Regions from separate parts of the Sus scrofa genome. Here regions 1 and 3 are each linked to region 2. Evidence: chromatin contacts called from public promoter capture Hi-C and targeted proximity ligation data. All regions are on one chromosome and are shown on one strand. The core of a region is the stretch at or near the end of the contact, and the rest is flanking DNA. Distances in the headings are between cores, read along the strand shown.

Evidence for each region. Promoter capture Hi-C pulls out the DNA fragments that hold promoters and counts their contacts.
Region 1: a contact with region 2 is called in a targeted proximity ligation map of skeletal muscle. A contact is called at or near these places in 2 of 5 promoter capture datasets (fetal skeletal muscle and liver), 15 of 47 Hi-C or Micro-C datasets (alveolar macrophages, embryonic fibroblasts, fetal heart ventricle and 6 more) and 2 of 2 datasets of targeted methods (alveolar macrophages and skeletal muscle).
Region 3: a contact with region 2 is called in a promoter capture Hi-C map of liver, with 3 times the contacts expected there. A contact is called at or near these places in 1 of 5 promoter capture datasets (liver), 21 of 47 Hi-C or Micro-C datasets (alveolar macrophages, blood, brain and 10 more) and 2 of 2 datasets of targeted methods (alveolar macrophages and skeletal muscle).

What each region holds. Positions count from the first base shown.
Region 1 is chr5:7,026,415-7,029,917 of Sscrofa11.1, reverse strand. ACO2 (aconitase 2) reads left to right here. Exons shown (of 19, transcript NM_213954.1): 4 at 1-11. Among named protein-coding and RNA genes, the nearest start is that of POLR3H, 28 kb to the right of the region's middle.
Region 2 is chr5:7,069,555-7,073,097 of Sscrofa11.1, reverse strand. PHF5A (PHD finger-like domain-containing protein 5A) reads right to left here and starts at 1,953. Exons shown (of 4, transcript XM_021091456.1): 1 at 1,536-1,953; 2 at 1,095-1,118; 3 at 433-599. The coding sequence starts at 1,587. ACO2 (aconitase 2) reads left to right here and starts at 2,075. Exons shown (of 19, transcript NM_213954.1): 1 at 2,075-2,139. The coding sequence starts at 2,104.
Region 3 is chr5:7,115,915-7,119,486 of Sscrofa11.1, reverse strand. It overlaps LOC110260631 (a long non-coding RNA gene), which reads right to left. Exons shown (of 3, transcript XR_002343883.1): 3 at 1,642-2,429. TEF (thyrotroph embryonic factor) reads left to right here. Exons shown (of 5, transcript XM_021091460.1): 5 at 1-133. Among named protein-coding and RNA genes, the nearest start is that of TEF, 17 kb to the left of the region's middle.

The DNA.
Region 1 (3,503 bases), core at 73-2,572, 43 kb after region 2:
TCATTCACCAGGTAAAGCAGGGCCTGGCCGCCTTTGGGTGTGGGCAGGGGAACAGGCTGCCCTTCAGGAACAGAGAGCACCTGCGGGCCTGCGGGAGCAGGGGGTTCACGGGGCCGAGGAGGAATTGGATGACCTCTCCGAGCCCTTAGGCTCCTCTTCTTTCATTTTAAAATTAATTTTTGTATGTCAGGTTATACATTCTCACTCTCTGTGTGAGAAATTGAAGTAGTCCCTTCCAACATAAGAAAGAGAAGAGTCCCTTCTATACCACACACACACACACAACCGAGTGACCCGGTGATATATATATGTAACTTTCTTATATATGTATCTTATATGTATATGTATGTTTCATATATATATATATGTATATGTATGTTTCATATATGTATATGTATATGGCTGGGTCACTTTGCTGTACAGCAGAAATTGGTACATTGTAAATCAACTATGTTAATTAAAAATAATAATAAAAGGGGGAAAAAATTAAATAAATAAAATAGTCCCCTCTGACCCGCTTGGTAACCATCATTTTAAGGTGACATGTTTCCTGCCACATCTTCTTCCAAGCATTGTGGTACCATTTGTCTTCTGTTTTGCTTTCTTCCACGAGTGTTCTGCCTTGTTGAGTGGTTAGCTAATTTGATGAGTGCACACTGTGTGCCAGCCACCACTATCTGCAGATGGTAACCCTGGCCTCGCCTTGATGCTATGAGGCTGGTGGTTTTATCGTCCACACCTCACAGATGGGGACACTGGGGCGCAATGCAGTTCATCTCCTCGCCCAGGGCCACCCAGCTGGCCGATCGTGGAGCCAGGCTTCGCATCCAGGCAGCCTGGCCCTGGCGTCAGAGTTCCACCCCCCTGTGCTGCTTGGTGACCTCAGCCCCTTGCTGGTGTTCCAGAGGATGGAGGGACCACAGGCCGCGTGGCTGCCTAGGGCAGGCGTTCTCCTGGGGTCTCCCCAAAGATGGGTTATGTCTTGCTAGGCAGTTCTGTCTGTAAGTTCAAGTGTGTGTGTTTGTGTGTGTTTCTGGGGAGATGGGTGCTTAGCTTTCATGCCTGCTCAGGCTCGCTGACTGGCTTGTGGGGTGTGTACTGGTTAGAGTCCGTTTGCATCCATCCTGATTGTGAAACCTGCCTCCATCGTACCTTCCCAAGGTGACCCTCCCCAGGCCTCACTTCCCGGCCTCACTTCCCGGCCTTCCTTCAGGACAAGCTGAGTCAGGCTGTAATCCGACCCTGAGGGCTCTCAGCACTGCCGCACTCTGAAACCAGAGCCCGCAGATCCCCACTCTGCCCTTTCAGACCATGGCCCTGGCCAGGAAGGGGCGCCCTGGGAAGGGCAGGTCACATGGTCTGCAGGCACCAGAGAGCCTCTCAGCAGCAGGGCTTGGGAGTCAGGGACCCAGGCTTGGCCTTTTGTTGTCAGGTTGACCTCGATCCAAGTGTCCCCGTTCCACCTCAGTACAAACGCCCAGGCCTTTTTGGCAGCTTCGGGGTCAAAGTTTGGAGCTGTGAGTGCTGGCAGCTCACACCTGCCACTGGCCACCAACGAGGCGAACAGCCTGATGCATTTGCTCCTTTAAAAGGGAACTTGCCGGGGATCCCGTGATCTCTGTGCAGCTCTACCCTTCTTTGCCCTTGGTGTCAGGCGGCTTTAATCCACCGTGTCCAAGTCAAGCCTTCGTCCCTCTCCCTCCGCCTCGCAGGCCCTGGTGAGCCTTCCTCCTCTGCACGCTCTCCCCTTCCCGCCGTGAAGTCCCAGGCCCTCTGGGCCCAGCGCTCGGCTCCGTGTGTGATCCTCTGGGGGGCCCGTCTCATCACGAGCACGGTGTGTGCCAGGTGCCTTGCCTTCGGCCTTTCGTGCGCTGCAGGCACAGGAATGGGGGCTCACTCTCTTCGCTAGCTCGGGCCGGTGCCAGTCAGTAGAGAATAGGTCCTCAGTGTACGTGTGTCGTGCAGACGGATGGCTCACTTTCCAGTTTTACCTTCTGGATGGTAGTCCAGCCTTCTGGACTAAATACCCTTCTCCCCGCCACACCCCCATCCGACCGCTGAGGTCACCGCCACAGCCAGTGCTTTGTGTTGCTTCCTGCGGTCCTCGGGTCTGCACTGATCACTCCCCTCTGACATGGACCACAGTCGGTCTCTGCTGTGCGACCAAACTGAATTCTCTGTGTCTGGTCTTCACGGATCAGCCTTTTCCAACCTTGAGGAACTTGAGAGGTTAACTAGTTTTAAATCTTTGCACATGGCCGAGGCAAGGTGGGCCAGAGAACTGAAACAGTTAAACGGTGTCCTCTCCAACAGCTGTTCTCTGTCAGGGATTTCTTCTGTGCTGGCCTGTTCTCCCAGCCGGCTGCCTCGTTCCTGGGGAAGAAACCGGGTCTTCTAACTCGATGCGTTTCCAAGGAGCCGAGCCCCCTCGAACCTTGCTGAGTCTACTGGGCAAGATGCCTCGCCCGAGGCAGAGGTCCTGGGGTTCTGTGATATTCCGGGGAGCCTGCCCCCATTCAGTCGGTTCTGACAGTTCACAGAGCCTTTCACGTCCTCGATCTCGTATGTCCTCCCCAACATCCTTAGGTGTGTGTCGGGGTGTAATTCCATCTGACAGGTCAGCAGAGCCTCAGATGAAGAAGCCTGCTGCAAAATAATAAATACAAACAATGCCTCTCCCAGGCACTGCTACAGCTTGATGTGCCTGTTCCATTGAGTGATTGCTGTGACCCGATGAGGCGAACACTGTCGTTAGCAACATTTTTCTTTTTGGGGGGTGTGTGTCTTTTTAGGGCTGCACCCGTGGCATACGGAAGTTCCCAGGCTAGGGGTCAAATCAGAGCTGTAGCCACCAGGCTACTCCACAGCTCATGGCAACGCTGGATCCTTAACCCACTGAGCGAGGCCAGGGATGGAATCTGCGTCCTCAAGGATGCTAGTCGGGTTCATTGCCACTGAGCCACGACGGGAATTCCAGCAACTTTTTTAGATGGGAAGCCTAGGCTTGGAGAGGAAGTGACTACTAGAAGGTGGTGGGGCCAGAACCCAGACCCAGGCGTGGTTCGTTTTGGCCACGGCTTTCCTAGAGCAGTCGTGTAGCCCCCAGTGGCCAGCATCTCAGGTGTCTGGGTGGCGGGCAGATCTTACTGGGAAGCTGCCCCTGTAGCTTCGTCAGGTATTTGGGGACTGTGCCCCTGGCCAGCTCCTTCCCAGCTAGGAGAGGGGCCTCGAGGAAGCAGGGACCCTGAACCAGGAAAGGTCATGAGCCAAGTCATCATCTTCCTTAAGCAAGTTGCTCTGGGCTCCGAGCCGCTTCCAGGCTGCCGAGGCCGGAGAGGCGTTGTCTGTACTTTGTTTCAGTTCAGCAGTGGAAGAACTCCTGGCCTGAGCTCCACCGGGTCCCCAGTGCTCCCTTGCGGGTGCTGGAGTCAGGCCATGAAAGACGGTCTGCCCTGTTGAGAAGCTAGATAAGCACACTCCACGTGTCCACCATGTGAGGCAGG
Region 2 (3,543 bases), core at 704-3,203:
CACTGTGGTATGATTTAAAAATGCAGCATAGTTTCTGGGGGGAAAAAAAAAAAGAGAGAGAAAGTTCCTTTGTGGTGCAGTAGGTTAAGGATCTGGCATTGCCGTAGCTGTGGCACAGGCCACAACAGCAGCATGGTTCATCCCTGGCCTGGGAGCGTCCACATGTGGACACAGCCAAAAAAAAAAAAAAAGAGAGAGAGAAAGACATCAAATTGCCAGTGTTGACAAAAATTTGCTTTTCTCGCCTTTGTGTACTTGATGCAAAATAACTACCTTTTGTTGGAGTACACCCAGTTTGGTTTACAGAACTTGAAAATTATAACCTAGGTGACTGGCTGAACAGCCATCTCCTGACCATAGGAGTCTGCTGTGGATGGCCAAGTGTTCCTAAACGAAAGGAAAGATCAGAGGAAAAGCTTAGTATACACTCACATCCTTCTCCTGGATGGTGCACTCCTTACAATAATAGGCATCTGAAACTCCCGGGCCTCCGCAGATCACACAGCGCCCCTGGTAAGAGCCATAGTTACACTCGTCACATATGCGCACCAGGGTGCAGGGACGCACGTAGGAGTCACAGATCACACACTTGCCATCACCTGTAAGGAAAAGAGGTTGAATTACGCCCACTTGCAAGTACCTCAGGTCCTCTTCCTGCTATGGGTAAAAACACTATGTCCTTCTGACAGTGACTTTAGCCCTCTATTTTGGCATTATAAAATTGGTTTACCTAGCGTCCATTTCTCAATCTCCCCAACACATAGGAAAGCTAATCAATTAATATAAAGGGCTTAGAATAGCAGTCGGTAGATAAGTCTATATAATTGACTGGCAGAATGCTGTGTGTGTTGGGGGCAGGGTCATGCTACTTCTGGTCCAAAGCTAGAGGTTTTGTCAAAACCTAAATACAGTGCCTAAAATGTACAAGTTGGAGCGGGAAGGTGGCCTTTAGTTGCAGTCTGGCTTTGTATTAACATGCTTCCAATCATGTCTATCCAAAGCCCTCTTCGTGGCACCGCTGAAAATGTCCGTTGCTGCCACTATAGAAGCTGAGTGGGAGGGGTGGGCTGTTTGGAGAAGCGTGTTCCACTCACATTTTTCACACAGTCTTCCAATGGCTGCAAGATCAAAGGTGATAAAGAGTACAATTAGGATTAAGGTTTAGAAGAGGGGACAAAAGCCTCGAGCTTGAGTTGGGGACAGGTACAGGGTCTGCAGTGAGCCCTGAGAGGTCTTAACCATCGTATTCTCATAAACTTCAATCCGAACCAAATCCGCACCCTCGTAAGACCTCCCAGGTCCTGGGAAAACTGAGAATTTCTCTATCTCCGCAGCCCCTCTCCAGCTCTCAGCACGCGCGCCCCCGCCCCCCTTTCATCTGAGCCCACAAACCCACGCGCTCCTACACTACCGGCGGCGAGGCGGGAAACGGGGCGCCTCCGAAGCAACACCCTAAAGGAGTAATGGGAACCCCGGACTCTTAAGGTCCTAATACCATCCCCACCCAAACAGCCGGGGGCAGAAGACCGTCTCACCAACACCAGCCTGCTTGCGGCAAAAAATCAAGTCCGGGTGATGCTTAGCCATCGCTCGCGCTCAAACCACCGGAAGCTTAGGGAGCTTCCGCCAGACCTTTAACCCTGATTGTTCCTGCCTCCTCGTCGCCCTGATTGGTTCTCTAGGCGTCCATCAGCGTTTGCAATCTTTGCACCAAGCCCCGCTCATTCTCGCGTGATCAAAGCACTTAAATTCCGAAGACGAATTCCCGTTGGCAGTGGGGGAGTCAGGTCTTGGTAGGGGTGTGCGGGTCATTTAGGGAAAAAAAAAAAAAAAAACTTTCCCAGATTTGAATGGGAGGGACAAGTTGCAGAGCGCAAAGACGAAATTTGCACTTTGATATCTTTGTGCCGGGTATTTACTACCCCAACTTTTTAGGCAGCTCTCTCCCAATTCCCAGGTTGACTCTGGAGCTCCGCCCACGTCGCTCGCGGGAACGCCTTCAGCGTGACGCGTTTCTCCTCAGGTCACGCCCCTCACCGAAGGCCTTAAATAAGCCGCGTGTCACGTCACTTTCAAGCGACCTCATCTTTGTCAGTGCACAAAATGGCGCCTTACAGCCTACTGGTGACCCGGCTGCAGGTGAGCGAACCGAGAGCCCTCTAGGTTTACGGGGGCGGGGTACCTCTTTTGCGCTTGCGGCTATGGGCAAGGCAAGGCGAGGCGGGCCTGACCTCCGGCCGACTTTTCGCGTACCTGTCCCTTGCGCGGGCCCAGCGCAAATACCCGCTCCTCTGGCGCCCGAGGTCAGGGCGTCCCCGGCTCAGTCAGCTCTCAGCCCTGTCCCCGCCCCGCTGGAAGCAAGGGCCTAAGAAGCGGCGGCCGGGTGAAGAGTGGAGGCACGTCTTTCTCATTTTTGAGGACCGCAGTTTCTTCCCCCGTAAGGCTTTTTTTTTTTTTTTTTTTTTTCCTCCCCCGTTCCTCAAGGTGAGGACAAGGTGACTGGGGGGCGCGGTGGTTGGTAAGCGCGCTAGGCCCAGAGCCTGAAGGCCTCACTTTTCATCTCAGTAGCACAGAGTTGCTAGCCAGGTGCATCTACGGTTGCCAAACATGGAGTCTGTAGGGGGGGAAAAAAAAAAAACTATGACCTATTCCATCTTGTGGGGATCCTGCGGAACATGTACCCAAGAATTCGAGGGGGTGGGTTCCGTGCCCAGATGTAGCAAATAGTAATGATGACAGTAGTCTCTCAGCTTTGCACAAGATTGCAAGACTTAATTCCTCACCACATCGTTTGATTCATATCATCATTTCTGGAGATGATTATTTTTATTTGATAGGTGATGACGCTGTTAGAAAACAGGTAAAAGTTCTGCTCTCTGAGTCTTACCAAAGTGCTGTGGCCTGAGCATCTGCCCTACTACTCCCCATTCTCCTTGTCCCTTTCAGCCTGCCCTCACAGAACTTTTTGAGCCAGAGTGTGGTCCTGGAGCTGACATTTGTATTTGTGGGAGTTCCAGAATGGCGTATTTTGAGCTCACAATCAGTTGCTTTTCAGTTACTAGATGGGGAGGGTAAAAGAGACTCAACAGTTTGACCTTGACTGTCCTCTTTTGAACCATCTAGAAGATTGACTGACTGCCATTTCTTTTTTTTTCACTCCTGACTTGACAACCCTAGGAAGATGTTACACTCAAAGGTTCAATGTCAAGAACGTATTTCGTTAATAAAAAATCAAGCAAGCATTCTCCGACAACCTTTTACATTTAAATTTGTGAATCTACATTGGATCAAGTAGCACAACTATTATTGCAGAATTTAAAAAGAAGTAGTGTACTGTACTCTCAGAAAGTATTGTGTTGTCAGAAGTTTTTTTTTTTTTTTTTAAAGTTACATTGCTAAAATTTAAACCATATGGTTTAAAGGGAAATCATTTATCTTAAAATACTTAGGGTCTCTCAATTCTGGGCAAAGACAAGGATTTGTCCAAATTTTCTCTTAGATTTTTTTGTTTCTCCAAGTTAACAATGTGGAAGTAGTTGTTTC
Region 3 (3,572 bases), core at 952-3,451, 46 kb before region 2:
AGAGGCCATAGCCCATGGGCCTTATGTGCTTGTGTGCGTGCGTGGGCCACCATTGGTGGGCCGGAGTGACGTGGCGGGAGGGAAGCTGGGAATGTATCCTTTTCAAACAAAATTAAATATTTTGAGATGAGAATTGTGGGGCTGTCTTTTCTGTCCCCCTCCCCACTTCAAGGCCAAGTCACCTAACCACTCTGGGCCTCCGTTTCCTCATCTGTCCAGATGGAAGTCATTTCTGCCTGCTTCCTTCATGATTTATTGAGAAAGGACACATATCAGGCCCAGGACAGTTGAAACAAAGAAAAGTGCTCTACCACTGGTAGAAGGACAGGGAACTGCTCTTGAAAAGTGGCCCCAAACAGAGAACACTCAATGGCAAAGTGTAAAAAAAGTAAAAAGACTTGGAGTTCCCTTGTGGCTCAGTGGGTTAAGGATCCGGTGTTGGAGTTCCCGTCATGGCTCAGTGGAAACGAATCTGACTAGTCTCCACGAGGATGCGAGTTTGATCCCTGGCCTCGCTCAGGGGGTTAAGGACCCAGCATTGCTGTGAGCTGTGGTGTAGGTCGCAGACGTGGCTTGGATCTGGCGTTGCTGTGGCTGTGGTGGACCCCTAGCCTGGGAACTTCCGTACATCACAGGTGCAGCCCTAAAAAGCAAAAAAAAAAAAAAAAAAAGGATCCCATGTTGTCACTGCTGTGGCATGGGTTTGATCCCTGGCCTGGAAGCTTCTGCACGCCATGGGGGCAGCCAAAAAAAAAAAAAAAAAAAAAGTCTGGAAGAGTTGGGGGCTGGTGGTGGGATTCTAGAGGTTTTCCTTTTCTGCTTCTGCCACATTTTCTGTCTACTGCCATGAGACAGTCACAATTAAAAGACAATTTTATACCCAAGGGTAAAGCCATTTGCTGAGCACCAGAACTGTCATGCTGATTTGCTCAGCATTGATGTCCCCAGGTCCCCTGCTCAGGATGGGCCCAGACTCGTGGGGTGGGCACAGAATTGGTGGCCTCATCCTTGGCAGTGCCCACTGCAAATTCACCCCCCTCCCTGCAGTTCCAGGCCCTCGTCACGCTGCTTCTGCTCCCTCCGTGTGCAGAGCTGGCGCTGCCGCCTCCTCAGTGAGCCCTGGAGCTGACTTTACACAACGAGGCCGTTCTCCCCTGCTTCCCATTCCCATGCTTCATGTTGTTAACATTCAGGGCTCCTGAGGTTGGAAGGAACCAGGAACTGTTTTGTTTCTAGAGAAAAACATGCATTTGGAGTTTGGAGATGGACTGGCAAGGTGGACTTTTTTTTTTATGGCCACACCCTTGGCATATGGAAGTTCCCAGGCCAGGGATTGAATCCGAGCTGCAGCTGAGACCTGTGCTGCAGCTGCAGCCATGCTACATCCTTTAACCCACTGCGCTGGGCCAGAGATCAAACCCACGCCTCCACAGCAACCCAAGCCACTGCAGTCAGATTCCTAACCCACCGTGCCACAGCAGGAACCTCAAGGTGGACTTTTTTTTTTCCTTTTAGGGCCGCACCCACAGCATATGAAATTTCCCAGGCTAGGGTTCGAATCGGAGCTGCAGCTGCTGGCCACAGCCACAGCAAAGCGGGATCTGAGCCATTTCTACAGCCTACTCCACAGCCCATGGCACCACCAAATTCTCAACCTACTGAGCAAGGCCAGGGATTGAACCTCTGATCTCAGGGATACTAGTCAGGTTCACTACTTCACCAGTTCATGGGAACTCCCCACGGTGGGCTTTAAGTGGCTATTTTACCAATAAACATTGAAGCTCAGAAAAGCAAAGTGATATGCCCCCAAACTAAACAGCAAGGCTAAAATTCAAACCCAGAGTGGGTTTCAAATTCAAATTCCCAGACTCTCCTTATCCTCGGGTTCCAGCTTTTCACCACTTGTGCTCTTGGAGCTTGCTGCTCCTGAGAGCTTCCAGAGCCTTCCAGCCCAGCCTCCCCTCGTCCCAGCTCCCAGGATCCTGAACACCTGCTGCGTCCTAGGCCTGGGCTGGGTGCTCTGAGGCTCTATCTTATTTCACAGTGGGGGGTGTTGTCACTCCTTTGTACAGACAGGGAAATCAAAGTTTAGAGAAACCTCATTCAGCAAATATTTACTAAATGTCTATTTGGTGTCAACCTTGCTGCCAGCCTTCACAGTCTGCTTGGAAAGACAAACATTACAAGGACAAAAAATAATAGAATGATGGGTTGTGGTAAGTGGTGTGGCTGAGAAGATAGGGGATCTGGGAGAGGACAGGGACGACCTCTGTGTGGGTGACATTTAAGCCAAGACCAGAAGGGTGAGTGGAGGTGACTTACCCCCACGGCTCCCATACGAATTGGGCACAGAACCGAGTCCTTCGGGCAGCTTCTGACCCCCATCCATACACCTCAGTTCGCAGGCAGATGCAGCCTGACTAGCTGGTCTAAGGGGTAAGGCACAAGGAAAGCAGTTACAAGAGGACCTTAGGTGCTTAGAACCCTGTCACCCTAGTCTCCTGTCCCTGAGGTTGGGAATAAGAGGTCAAGAAAGCCCGGGAGAAGTTCCCGTCATGGCTCGGTGGAAACGAACCTGACTAGCATCCATGAGGACTTGGGTTCAATCCCTGGCCTCACTCAGTGGGTTAAGGATCCAGCGTTGCTGTGAGCTGTGGTGTAGGTGGCAGACGTAGCTCGGATCCCTTGTTGCTGTGGCTCTGGCGTAGGCCGGCGACTACAGCTCCAATTAGACCCCTAGCCTGGGAACCTCCATATGCTGCAGGCGCAGCCCTAAAAATACAAAAAAAAAAAAAAAAAGAAGAAGCCCAGGGAGGCAAATGTAACTCAAACAGAATCTAGTTTCCAGGGTCAAAGCTGCCCCACCCCCCGAGCTACCTTGTGGTGTCCAGGGGCTGCTACAGGGTCAGCCCTGGGCACAGGTGATTGGTCAAGGAGTGAACATGTGACCCAATCCGTTGTAGGCACAGTTGATTGGTCAATGATGGAACACGTGCCCCAACTGGGTCTATGAAGACCTTCCCTGAAATTTGTGAACCTGAGATCTGTTTCTGGAGACGACCTGTTGTAACCCACTGTGTTTTCTACTTTGTATACAAATACTCTTACAAACACAGATTTGTGCTGCCACAGGAACTGTGGGCTTGGAATATGTCAAAGCTGGGAGATCTCTGGCCAGCATGTGGCAGATAAGAATACAGACTAAGAGGGAGCTCCCTGGTGGCTCAGCAGCTTAAAGATCTGGTGTTGTCACTGCTGTGGCTATAGTTACAGCTGTGGCATGGGTCTTATCCCTGGCTTGGAACTTCCGCCTGCCATGGGTGCAGCCAAAAGCAAAAAACACAGGTTTGGAGTTAGTCCTGGGTTCAAATCTGCCTCCATCACCAATTTGGGATGTGATCTTGGGCAAGTCACTTCCCTGTCTGGGCCTCTGAATTTTATCCATAGAATGGGACACCAGCCTCACAGACACCTGGCAGCTGCCACTGAGGTGCCTACTTGGAGGTGAGCCCCTCAGGGCCTGGCAACTGACAGCCATGGGGAGGGGGCCCATCAGAGGGTATGGGAGGCAG